2 separate regions of the Pan troglodytes genome follow, and region 1 is linked to region 2. Evidence: chromatin contacts called from public Hi-C data. All regions are on one chromosome and are shown on one strand. Each heading gives the region's core, a stretch centred on a gene start, on an enhancer-like site or on the middle of the called end of the contact. The rest is flanking DNA. Distances are from core to core; before and after follow the strand shown. Region 1 has its middle 180 kb from the start of AKR1D1. Region 2 has its middle 98 kb from the start of AKR1D1.

The links. Hi-C and Micro-C count contacts between places; a contact is called where the count stands out from the background.
Region 1: a Hi-C map of stem cell-derived neural progenitor cells shows a contact between it and region 2, with 2.4 times the contacts expected there. The contact joins two enhancer-like sites. A contact is called at or near these places in 2 of 7 Hi-C or Micro-C datasets (induced pluripotent stem cells and stem cell-derived neural progenitor cells).

Annotation. Positions count from the first base shown.
Region 1 is chr6:153,615,360-153,622,791 of NHGRI_mPanTro3-v2.0_pri, reverse strand. It overlaps the pseudogene LOC134810634. Among named protein-coding and RNA genes, the nearest start is that of AKR1D1, 180 kb to the right of the region's middle. Within about 2 kb of position 4,406, at least 6 of the 24 cell types and tissues checked have an H3K27ac peak or open chromatin away from gene starts, as enhancers often do. A contact at or near this core is called in induced pluripotent stem cells and stem cell-derived neural progenitor cells, where this site is marked.
Region 2 is chr6:153,531,264-153,537,706 of NHGRI_mPanTro3-v2.0_pri, reverse strand. No RefSeq gene overlaps it. Among named protein-coding and RNA genes, the nearest start is that of AKR1D1, 98 kb to the right of the region's middle. Within about 2 kb of position 4,951, at least 7 of the 24 cell types and tissues checked have an H3K27ac peak or open chromatin away from gene starts, as enhancers often do. A contact at or near this core is called in induced pluripotent stem cells and stem cell-derived neural progenitor cells, where this site is marked.

The DNA.
Region 1 (7,432 bases), core at 3,157-5,656, 86 kb before region 2:
CACAGCTCCTTATCCTTCTTCCCACCAAAACGCTCTTAAAAACCCGTCCAAAACTCTTCAGGCAGGCAGATTTGAGGTTCCTCCCATCTCCTGGTTTGGCTGCCCTACGATTATTGAACTCTTTCTCTGCTGTAACCCCTGCTGTTTTGGTATATTGGTTTTTACCACACAATGGGCTATTGAACCTGGAGTCCTATAACAAATTGAATCCCTTTAATATCTTTCCATTGCTTTTCTGATGAAGTTCACTTGCTCTACTTTTAGCTCTTTCTCTTCTTCATGCTCTACCTTCAGCCTCGTGTTACTTCCCTTTCTTGCCTCTGCACAGACCCAGTACCTCACCTGGAGGCATTCTCCTCTACCTGGCTAACCCTTCTCCTGAAGCCTCTCAGCCCCTCAGCACCAGCCTTTGTCCTGCTGTTTAGTAGCGCCTCTCTCTCTCACTGTGGACTGTAGGCTCTTTGAGGGCAGTCAGGGAAATTTTCCCTTGGCCCTGATGACCTAAAAAAAAAGAAGTGGAGGCAAGATTAATGTAAGAGTTTATTTGGGCCAAGCCTGAGGATTGCAACCTGGAACCATAGATTCAAATTGCTCTGATTACACACTCTGATTAACAGCAGTTACAAGTGAATTTTTAAAGGGAAAGAAGAGGCAGTTCCTGAGTTGTTTACCAAGAATTTATATAAAAATAACAAGCTATTGAATGGCTATACATTGTTCTTTGTATCACAAATTCCAGGAACATGAAGATAATGAGTGAGACAGCAAGTCAGGAACAAAAATGACTTTAAACAATTGCCCCCAGGCATGAGTGGGAGGGAAAGGGGGCATAACTGAAGGCCTGTACTCATGTCTGTCTGGGCCTGCATACCTTCCATAGCTCAGACCACTCTAAGCTTTTTTTATTTTCTCAGCCCTCTGAAGGGTCACTGAAAAATCAACTGACAAAAGGCAGATTAATAGAAGAAAAGGCATACAAATGTATTAACGTGCATGGGGAGAGAACCACAGAGTGATTATCCCAACCCCCTAGTGGGGTACAGAAGCCTATATACCCTTTTTCCAGGTGGAAGGAGGAGATGGGGAATATAGGCAATTCTTTTCAGGAGCAGTACATTATTTTAAGGGAAAACGAATGGACTAGAAAGACATAAATTAACTTGTAAATGATTCTCTTTGAGGCTCATTGTAAGTGATTCTCATGAGGCTGAGAGGCAGGTTTGTCTTGTGAAAAAAATATAAGATCTCAAAGAAAGGAAAAATGGCTGATGGTTTTTTGTACCATCTTGAGGTTACAGAAAGAATAGGGGCTTAGGTCATGGCAAAACGGGTTATGGTGGCAAAACAGGTTATGAGAGGCACAGAAGAAGAGGCCCGGCTAGCAAAGTTCGTCTTGTTATAAAGATGAAACTGTGCAGGTAGCCACCCTCAGAGAGAATAGATGGTAAATGTTTCTTTCAGACTTGAAGGCGTCAGACTTTCTGTTAATCTTTCCTAGATCTAGACAAGGGAGGGCCTCAGAGAAAGCCTGGCTGCATCAATGTTGATTCTCTACAGATGCAAATCTCACTCACAAAAGGCAGCTTTTCAGCTATTCTTGCATTTCCAGCCCCTCTGAACAGCCATCTTGAAACATGTCAAGAAAATATATTTTGAAATGAAATATTTTGGTTTTATTTGCCTGGGCATCCAGGTACCTAGTCCAGTTCCTGGTAATTTAAAGGCACTTAATGACTATTTTTGAATAAATGCAGGAGAGAGCTTTGATTCTAGATAATCCACTCAGGAGGTGCTTATTAAATATCTACTGGCTACCAGATTCAATTGGGCTCCCCTCCCTCAAGGTGATCACAGTCTCCTGCTGCTTCTTCAGAGGGAAATATCCTGAACTAGAGATAGATAGTCCTACAGGCTGTGTCAGCTTGGTATCAACATGCTTTAAAGAGGCCACCCTTTATCCTTCTGGGATTCCAAGCATTCTTATGATCTGGTGTTTTGTCTATTATCCATTTGGAAAAGATAAATCAGTGCCCTTTCCCCCCATTTAAAAAAGTGTGATAAAACATATATAACATAAGTTTTGCCTTTTAACCATTTTGTGTACAATTTAGCTGAGCTAAAATACATTCACAATGTTGTGCAATCATCACCACTGTCCATTTCCACTATGTTTTCATCACTCCAAACAGAGACTCTGTACTGATTAAGCAATACTCTCCAGCACGCCTACCCCCAGTCTCTCATGTACTTGCTGCCTCTATGTATTTGCCTATCCAGATATTTCATTTAAGTGGAATCACATGATATTTGTCCTTTGGTGTCTGGCTTATTTCACTCAGCATAATGCTTTCAAGGTTGCAATGAGCCTTTTTATTTTCATTTTTACTTTTTTAAAAAAAATATGGGGAATAAATGTTTGGTCTACTACCCATTTAGAGATAAATCAGTGCAACAATGTATTTTATTTTCATTTTTTACTTGATTTTTTTTTTTTTATAAAAGGGAATACATGCTTAACATCCCTATTTATTTTTTTCTCCTTTCTTTAGATAAACTAATTGCTTTTGGCTTATGTATTTATAGTGTGTTCTTTCTATAGGAGCTTTATTACAGCTCCCAACCCCACTCCACAGTTTCTCCCACTCCTGTGGGTGTTTGCTTACACTAACCATAGTAACAAGAATTCTGACCCTGGATCTGGGCAAACAGATGACATTGCTCATGAGATATCCTGCTCCTGCCTTCCACAACGGGGGATCTCCAGCAATATCTCCAAGTTAGGACTAGGAGAAAATTTGGAGCTGCCTGCTGTTGATTGACCTCTAGTTTCATTTCACTTTTCCATCACAGTTTTTCTATCAACAGTCAAGACTGAGATTGTGATCATCCTTTCAAGGTCTTTAGTTCTTTCGAAGTGTTTCGTTGGGTCACTTTTCATCAGTTTGGCCACACCTGGCCAGTGTAGCCATGGCTAAGGTTCCTCAGCGACTCCTTCCAATTCTCATCCCGTTTCCCCTCATATCTGCTCTCTTTCTCTCTTTTAGCAACATCAACAAAATAATAAATGAAAGTTTTATGGTGCTTTATATTTCCACTGTGATTTCCTCTATACCCATTAAATTTTATCCTCAAAACAATCTTTCCAAGGAGGTAGGGTGGGTTTTATTTTTCTCCCTTTACAAATGAGGAGACCTTAGATATCAAGAATTTCAGTGATTTCACAAATTCATGCAGCTGATAAGTGGCAGAGCCTGAACTGCAACCAAGATTTGTTATCAGTTGCTAGGCCCAGTCTTGGCTAGACAATGCAAGAACTCAGCAAATATTTGTTGAATGAATTAGTGATGTGTCTTGTGTTTGCTCTTGTCTGATCGACCATTCCACGGGCAGCATTTTTTTGAGTAAGCGGAGCTTTTCTAGGTGTCTTGGTAATGCTGACTGTTGTTTGGACAAACTTTTCTATGGATAATTGACGTTATCCAAGTAGCAGAATATCTGAAATTTATAAAAATTGTCAGGAAATTGTAATAAACATGTAAGAAAGTTAAGAGGACTGGCCGGGCGCGGTGGATCACACCTGTAATCCCAGAACTTTGGGAGGCCGAGGCAGGTGGATCACCTGAGGTCAGGAGTTTGAGACCAGCCTGGCCAACATGGTGAAACCTCAACTCTACTAAAAATACAAAAATTAGCCGGGTGTGGTGGTGGGTGCCTGCTATACAAGAGGCTACTTGGGAGGCTGAGGCAGGAGAATTGCTTGAACCCAGGAGCCAGAGGTTGCAGTGAGCTGAGATTGTGCCACTGCACTCTAGCCTGGGCTGCAAAAAAACACTCCATCTCAAAGAAAGAAAAGAAAAGAAAAAAGAAAAGTTAAGAGGACTTAGTTGACTATTCATTCCTAAAACATATGTATATTTAAGAACATTTGCCAGCACATTAGAATGAGAAGGAGGAAGGGAGTGGGAGTTGACTTTGGGTCTAAAGGAGGAAATATTTTTATAATTAAACAGAAGAAAAGACAGCTTTCATTGGTCTATGGTGATCATAAACTGTTATCTGAAGAATCTGATCAACTCTTTGCCCCTTGAGATCCAAAAAGAAAAAGCACATTCTATATATTTCTTTCATCCCTCTTCTCCATGTAATAATGAAGAAAACCAAACACAAAACACAAAAAACCTAAGCCCACCTAAAGAGTGTAGTTTTTGAATTTCACTTTTATTTGATTTTGTAACATCCTTTTGAAGAAGTGTGATGTCCAAAGAGAGAGAATTCTTTACAGAGCTGCAGTCGTAGAGTGGAAGCCATTTCTGCCGGTTGCCTGCAGATCGCTTCCACCACCTGGAGAGTTGCTCTCAATCCTATTGACTTTCTGTGACCTTCCTTTATCATGCAAACCAAGGCAGTCAGACTGACTGGGCTGGGTCCTCTCCAGTCCCCAGCAGATGGTCATTACTCACAGCCAGTGAATGGTAGGATTATGGCAAGGTTTTGGCTCCCCCTGCAACTCTGTAAACTGGTTCAACGTCCCAAGATTAGACAGACATTTGCAGTGGCTGATAATCCTTCCATTCACTCTGGAGTGATTTCCTCATTTCAATGCTTTAAATGTTTCCAAATCACAGGTAAGAACTGGTCTAAAATGTTACTTAGGAATTGATTCAAATTCTTAAATCATTTATAGGTAACAGAAACAAGTAGTAATGCAAACACAGACAAAAATAAAACAAACTTTTTCATTTTGTTTTTTGTTGCCGTTGTTTTCTTTATTTTCCTTTAATCCTCTCCTGTCCAGGAGACAAACTTGTTAATAAAAAGATCTTTATCTTGAAAGCTTTTTTCTTTTAAATGAAAAACCATTTTTAACTTAAAGGTAACAAGTTTTCTAATTTCAAAGTATCTTCAAGTTAGAAAAACTGGAAAACAGAATGTACAATAAAATAATTTACATTTGAGAATCACATCACCCAGACATGAGAAAAATAACTGTTGGTTGAATTGTGTTTCTTTCCAATTGCATCTGATATACTTTTATTTTATGTGAGAACGTATTAAATATACATTTTTGATTTTTATCTTATTTCACTGAATATTAGTGATCATTAGCATTTTTATGTCACTAATGGCTCTATCAAAGTGTTTTTGAGAGATGCCTTATATTTTATTATGTGGTATGCCATTAAAAAAGAAAAACCACATTATAGGCCTAGCGCGGTGGCTCACGCTTGTAATCCCAGCACTTTGGGAGGCCGAGGTGGGCTGATAGTTGAGGTCAGGAATTCGAGACCAGCCTGGCCAAAACGGTGAAACCTCTTCTCTACTAAATAGTAAAAAAATTAGCTGGGCATGGTGGTGCACACTTGTAATCCCAGTACTCGGGAGCCTGAGGCAGAATCGCTTGAACCGGGGAGGGGGAGGTTGCAGTGAGCCAAGATCACGCCATTGCACTCCAGACTAGGCAACAAGAGCAAAACTCCATCTGAAAAAAAAAAAAAAATCACAGGCCGGGCACGGTGGCTCATGCGTGTAATCGCAGCACTCTGGGAGGCCGAAATGGGTAGATCACAAGGTCAGGAGTTCGAGACCAGCCTGGCCTACATAGTGAAACCCCATCTCCACTAAAAATACAAAAAATTAGCCGGGTGTGGTGGCGCATGCCTGTAATCCCAGCTACTCAGGAGCCTGAGACAGGAGAATCGCTTGAACCTGGGAGGCAGAGGTTGCAATGAGCCCAGATCATGCCATTGCACTCCAGCCCGGGCAACAGCGCGAGACTCCGTCTCAAAATAAATAAATAAATAAATTTAAAAATCACCTTATAAAGGAAACTTCTGGATCCCTTTAAGGGATTTCCAGCTTGATGATGTTGCATCTTTATTATGTCTAATTTCAAGAATTATGACTTTATAGCTGGGCTTTAGTGACACATACCTGTAGTTCCAGCTACTCGGGAGGCTGAGGCAGCAACTTGGTAGCCTGGGAGGAGGAGGTTGCAGTGAGCCAAGATTGCACCACTGCACTCCAGCCTGGGCAATAGAGTGAGACTCTGTCTCAAAAATAAATAAATAAATTATGACTTTAGTTATCATTTTTCTTTTTACATTTAAATTAAAATTGTTTTTGTAGAGATGGGATCTCACTACATTGAATTCCTGGCCCCAAGTGATCCTCCCATTAAATAAATAAATAAAAATTTATTTATTTATTTATTTGTGGCTTCCCAAAGCGCTGAGATTAGAGGTAGGAGCCACTGTGCCTGGCCAGTTTTCATTCTTCTATTATTTTTTTTCTCAAATAAAGAAGAGTACGGAGATATAAAATATAAAACAAATATCTTTACATCGAAAATAGAACAAATATCTTTGTATTCGCCAATCAGAATTAATCAATGCCACTGTTTTGTCACTTTTCTCCAAAAGTTTTAATAAGAAAAATGGGATATTACATATAAAGCTGAATCCTACTTTATTCTCTCCCACATCACTCCATTATAAATCTGATGTGGATTCAACCCATCTTTTTATACATGTATATACTTTAAATTGCATAGCTGCTATCATTCTATGGATATGATTCTACAATTTTCATACATTGCACAGCACTGCCTTTTTCCAGACCTATTGATACATACAGATTGATTCTTTCATTGAAACTATCACCCACATAGTATTCTACTTTGTAAATATGCCAACATTTATTTATCAATCTCTCAACTGATAATGAGTTGTTTGAAAATATTTTTTCGTGTTACAAACAATTCAGCATATTTGTTATATGTTTCCTTGTATTCTTGTATACAAATGCTACAAAAGTGAAATTTTTGGGTCACAGGGTATGCTAATTTGAACAGTTATAAGATAAACTTAGGCAGATAAAAGCTGTTTAAAAATAAATTTATTTTGTAAAGACCGAGTTTCACCACGTTGCCCAGGCTGGTCTCAAACTCCTAGGCTCAAGCAGTCCTCTCGCCTTGACCTCCCAAAGTGCTGGGATTATAAGTGTGAGTCCCTGTGCCTGGCCTATTTTTTATTATTTTATATATACTATATATTTTATATAAAAATATACATATACATGTATTATCTTTTTATACATATGTATATAAAATATATATGTATATTATATACATTTTAATAAGGATGGGGTATCACTTTGTTTTCTGGACTGGTCTTGAATGCCTGGGCTCAAGCAATCCTCCCTCTTTGGCCTTCCAAAGTGCTGGGATTGCATTTGTGGTGTGAGCTACCATGACTGGCCTCTTTTTATATTCTGAATACTAATCATTTTTGGTTTGTCTTTAAACAATAATTATGGCATGGATTTTGTTTGAAAATGTTCATCTCAATGTACTAAAATTTATATATTTTATCTTTATAATTTCTGCTTTTAAAAAATTAGTTTTGTTGTTGAATTCTTCATTACTCCAAAGGCA
Region 2 (6,443 bases), core at 3,702-6,201:
AAATTCTAGACTGTTTGAATTATCTCTCCAGGCTTGAAATTCTAGACTGTAGTGAGAGAATTTTTCACCTGACTCTCATTTGAGAGTGAGTTAATCCTGCCCCAAAGCTGGAACATGGTCCTCCTGTCTCTGACGCTCATAAGGTTCTGTGGGAACACTGAAAGGTCAGAGAGCTAAGACTTCATCAAGCTTATAAAACGGGTTATATGACTATTTGGAGGGCCTGATTGCTAATACATATTTATACCCATGGCTGAATGAGGTCTGAAATTTGCTTTCATTATAACATACCATTTGGAATTGAAGTCTCTATGGTTGTCACCAAATTCTAATTACTGGAAGCTTTGGAGATCTAATCATAAAGCAACTAATAAGTGTGTATGACCAAATTGGCTTAAGTATCTTGAAAAGGGCATTGAAGCTACTTTTTTTTTTTTGAGATGGAGTTTTGCTCTTTCACCCAGGCTGGAGTAAAGTGGCACGATCTTAGCTCCATCTGCCGGGTTCAAGCAATTCTCCTCAGCCTCCCAAGTAGCTGGGATTATAGGCACCCACCACCATGACCAGCTAATGTTTGTATTTTTAGTAAAGACAGGGTTTCACCATGTTGGCCAGGCTGGTCTCGAACTCCTGACCTCAGGTAATCCACCCCCTCCCCCGCCCTTGGCCTCCCAAAGTGCTAGGATTACAGGCATGAGCTACCGTGCCTGGCTGCAGCTACTTCTTTGTATGATTCATGGCTTTTGGCCACAAATACATGCAAGTAACTAGATGAATACGTATATTATTTGCATGTGTATTAAAATTATTTCTTCTTTTTCAAATTATTCCTTCTTTGCACCAGCTAGAATTTAAATATATCTACCTGATTCAGAGCATTTGGCAGAGATATTAGAGATGGAACAAGATCCAGAGAGGGTCTAATAAAATAATAATTGTGGTGGCACATGCCTGTAGGCCCAGCTACTTGGGAAGCTGAGTTTGGAGGATCACTTGAACCTGGGAGGCAGAGGTTGCAGTGAGCCCAGATTGCACCACTACACTCTAGCCTGGGTGACAGAGTGAGACGCTATCTCAAAAAAAAAAAAAAAAAAAAAAAAAGAAAGAAAAAAGAAAAAACCTTAATAATAATTATATAATTATAATTATAGTAAAAGTAGCAAGTAGCTTTTTCCTTTTTGCAAAATTAATTCTACCTTTCAGCATGTACAAAAGTGCATTCTAGAAAGATTAAAGAAATAGATATAAACACCATAAAAATCATGGAAGAAACAGATAATATTTTAATCTTGGGGATAAGAAAATCATCTCAAGCAAGAAACACTTGAGAAAAAAATAATTTATGCTCACTAATCTCTAGGTTCATGGCTGAGGCCCCTATAACAAAATACAGATTCACAAGAGAAAATCATACACATATTATTTATACGTGGTATGGAAGCCTTCATAAGGAAAGGAAGACCTCCCCCAAATGCATAAATTTGTATAGTCTTTATGCTAGGTTTGATGAAGAAATATGATTGAACAAAGGGAGAATGATATCACTGAGAGAGGAGGGAGGAAGAAACCAGTCAGGCAGGCAGTTATGGTGGGTCCTTGGTTGAATCTTTTCAAACAAAAGAACAGCCAGAAAAATCAAGCTGCAGGCACAGATAAGGGAACTTGCACAGCGGCGCTTGCCTAAGACATGCCCACAGCCACACAGATAAGAAAGCCTACACAGGTGACTTGCCCAGACATGCCCGTAATGGAAAATTCCATCCCCTGACACATGTGCAGTAAGGGCAACAAAGCAATACGGAGTAACTCAAGCTAAGGGCCTACATGTGCATTAGGAGGATGGGGTGGAGCTACCAGAAATTCGCATCTCATGCAAATGAGATGCCCAGCTCTAACTGGTTTCTTATAAAAGCCTTTGCATTCAACTGTAAAAATGGCAACCCTCTTTTGGGCCCCTTTCTGTGGTGGAGAACTTTCTTCTTTTGCTTATTAAACTTCCACTCCAACCTCACCCTTGGTGATCATGTTCCTTAATTGTCATGGTTGTGAGACCGAGAACTCAGGGTGATACCTCAAACAAGAGACTGCTACATTGTGGTGCATTGGTGAGACTGTAACATAATGCTAATAAACTGGGGAGAACTTAGGAAGCCGTTTGTTCAAACTCTTCTCTTTGTCCTTGTATCTTCAGAAATGAGGATGTTGCTATCTTCTGGGTATAGGGAGGGCACCTCTCACATGAGGGTCATAAGACCTACTTGAGGGGACGGTCAGGAAATCCTTCCTAGGTTTTATGATCTGTTTCAGGGGAGTAGAGCATTGTGGGGGAGGTAGTGAGCGTGACCTTCCTGCTTCTGCTGTCTTCTCAAATGCCAAGTTTTCACATTTTGGGGTAGCATGTCCTGAATTCCTTCAACACGAAACCCAGAGTTAGAAAAAGAAAAGATTGAGCAACTTAATTAGATAAAAGCAAAATATTAAGCAATGACAAAAGATATCATTAAAAATCTTGTTAAAAGGGAAAAAAAAGAGGAAAAAAAAGAAAACAAACAAAATGTTGTTAAAAAGCCACAATTTGGCTGGGTGCAGTGGCTTGCACCTGTAATCCCAGCGCTTTGAGAAGCCAAGCAGGAGGATCTCTTCAGTCCAGGAGCTCAAGACCAGCCTGGGCAACACAGTGAGACACCTGTCTCTACAACCCCCCCATTCCACTTCCCAATGCACACAAACAACAATTTGGCAGAAAATATTTGCAATGTGTAAGAAAAAATCAGAAAATACTTACACTTGAGCTAATTAATTGATGACAGAGATGATGGTTCTTAATCATTGAGAACCTCATTGAGGGTTTGTCATCTATCTCAGTATCATAATTTTTCTCACACATAATGACATAATTTGAACATGTTTTCATATTATTAAGTATGTTTCTAGAACCATAATTCTTAATAGCCCCACAGAAATTCACTATGCTGAGTGTGGTGTTGAATGCTGGGGTCACCACAGTGGAGCAGCCCTGAAGGAGAGTGAGCAGGGTGCTTTCATCAGTGACCCTCCTCTATCCTTTCCAGTCAGTGGCACAGGCTCTTGTCAATCAACAGTGGACAATCATTTATAAAGTGTTCCAAATGATTAGCTTGCATGGGTTACCTGTGTCTGCTGTTCCAGAACTGATTCAATTTCTTCAAATCCTTTTCTCCTCCTCCTCCTCCTTCTCTGCTTCCTCCTCCTGCTTCTCCCCTTCCTCCTCCTCCTCCTCCTCTTCTTTCCCTTTTTTAAGCTAAAGATGGAAAAGAGAGGCAGGAGGAAAACATGTGGTAGTACGAAACCAGTAAATGTGTGAAAACTCCATGACTAATATTCTCAAATTATAAGCAGCTTTCTCAATGAATATATATCTATCAGTATCTATATCTATATATAGATAAAGATATAAAATTCCTCGTATTAATAGATATTTTTATAAAATAACCAGAAACTGGGTTTGACTGGAAGTTAAATGTAATACTTCCTTTCTAATACCCTTAAATAATACTTTAATTCACAGGGAATATCAAATAAAAACTGTTTTAATAGTAGTTTCTTATTTATAGATTTTGAAAAAGTTTTTTCCTATTAGAGCAAGCATATTGCAATTTATTTAACAATTAAATGAATTAAAATATTTTGTTTGAGAAGTTCGTGATTTCAAATGATTCTAATAAAATGCTAAATGTTTTACATTTGTAACATAAGTGAAAAGCAATGAAATTGCTATAGGAAAATTAAAATACATTCTAAAATACAACGTTTCAATGTTTTCATAAGTTTATGACCTAGTAATAAGTTCTGATTAAGAAGTAGAAAGCCCTTAAATGTGGAAAGAGGAAAAAAAATCCATTCAAAGCCTCACAGTTTTTAATATTCATTGTATGTTTTCAGTCATTTTTCCAAGCAGAAGTTCTTCTCTTTCATCCTTCATTATTATTATGTTACATATACAATGTGAATTTTTCATTTTTCATGTGACATAATATAATGGGTTTTTAACAGAATTGTCATTCTATGAGAAGGATCTTTCATCTAAAGAATGCACATTTATGATATAGTCCCTGTAACAGCGAGCAAAAACACCAGGCTTAAATAGATGTGTTTATAAATGAGTCCCGCTTCAAGTCCAAAGCCTTTTTGGAATTTAGGGAAGTTTGGATAACATTACTCATTTTAGCTTTCTTCCCAGTAGCAAAGAAAATGGCTTTTGGCAGCTGGGTGTGTGATATAATGCCAATCACCAGGGGCAATGCCTGATGATTAACTTAGAAAATCTCATTACTTTTGACTGATAAAAATGGAAATGGCTAGTTTCCAATTTATAAATATTTGGTTTATTATTGCATGGCAGACACAAAACAAATTTTGTGAGAAGGTACTATTTATGTCAACTACATCCTCCCAATAGGTTGGTGAACAGATGTCTTCTGTCTATAGATCAGTGATATTTCTAGCAGACATCCCTTAGGGTACAGGCAAATCTCAGGGTCATTGTACCTACAACCAATTCAAGCACTGAGCTGGGCACTCATATTTGTTCTTAACCTTGGTCAGGAGAGGACTCATTCACTCCATCATTCATTTCCCTTCAGTGAAGTCTAGCCTCCCTAGAGAAAGCCTGCTGTGAAAGGTGTGGCCCTCTCAAGTATCAGTTTGCAGATGACTTTATGTAGACACAATAAATAATGCACAGAAAATAAAATGAATGCTACTGACCTGAAGTATTTATCTATCTCTGGCACCTGAATTCCCTGCCCAGAAGTAGGAACCCTGACTGTATGAAGAATGAACAGCACACAGCACCACCATTTCAAAGCAAAACCCCCAGCGTGCACAGAACACTGCTTTGGATAAAAGATGGCAGCTGCAGAGCTGGAAGGGTAGCTGGTTGCCATGGTTACCGAGGCTCTGATTCAGCCACCATATGCCACCTGGTGTTCTCAGCCTGAAAAAGCAGGTCTGGGTGTCCTAGATTGGCGATAGAGCTATGGCCATAGCTCTTTCGAATCAGTACTGGGTTTGAATGTGCAGCAATGTTTGCGTTGTTTTATTCATCTATAGAAGATTTTGGGGCTGACACCCTCATGACTTAAGGTAGAGGTTCAGCTGGGGAAAGGAAAGAGAAACACTTTTAAAACAATCATTCTAATTCTTCCATGGAAACACTGCTATATGGATATTCATTTTCAAAGATCCATCTTTTGTTCTCTTTTGTTCTCTTTTTGTTCTCTTTTCAGGGCAAATCCAAATCTGATAGGATTTCCAAATCCTATATGATATCCAAATCATATAATATTGCAACAGCAACTAACTCAAAATGCTGGGCATGATGATTGCAGAACATGATATATCAATTATCAGCCATCTCTGATCTTTAGAACATTTTGTCTTCTTCTAAAAGTGCTGTATGACAAATAACAGTGGTATGACCTTATTTTAACGTTGAATTGTGTCCAATTTTTTGCTTATATATAAATAATATGTAAATTTATATATATTTAAATATGTATATATGACATTCTATAAACTTGCTAAATGGAAAGAAATCTGTTATAAATTTGTAATAATAAGGTAGAGATTGAACACCCATTTGAGACTCCTTGAGAGTATTCCGCAGTGAATGGGTAGTTGTTACACAGTAGTGACTAAATATACAATATGCTATGTTACGATAATATAAGAATTTTGGCCCTTATTGTATGTTTTGTGAACTTCATGTTTGATTTTTATATTTATGATAAAAATATCAACTAGTGTTGGATATTGCTGGTGATTCAACTTTGAGATAAACATTTCAGGTTATCCTTTTCTCCAATTTCTACAGCTATTAAAAAGCTGATTACTGATTTTTTTTTTTTTTTTTTTTGAGACGGAGCCGCACTCTGTTGCCAGGCTGGAGTGCAGTGGTATGATCTCAGCTCACTGCAACCTCCACCTCCCGGGTTGAAGCGATTCTCCTGCTTCAGCCTCCCAAGTAGCTGGGACTACAGGCGTGCGCCACCACACCCAACTAATTTTTGTATTTTTAGTAGAGACAGGGTTTCACCATGTTGGCCAGGATGGTCTTGATCTCTCACCTGGTGTTCCGCCCATCTCAGCCTCCCAAAGTGCTGGGATTACAGGCGTGAACCACCACGCCCGGCCTGATTACTGATTTTATATTAATAATCTGAGCTTGCAAAATTGTTATTTTGATGTCATTTTTACCACTGCTGGGGAAACAATTATCAACGTAGTAAATAAAATGGTTTTAAATATAAGAAAAAAATAGCTTTTACTCTTTACAACTGTTCCTGAATATTGTCAGAATTTTTAGTACTGTGCAATTAAAAAAAGAAAAAAAGAAAAATTTGCCGGGCATGGTGGCATGCACTTGTAGTCCCAGCTACTTGGGGCCCGAAGTGAGAGGGTTA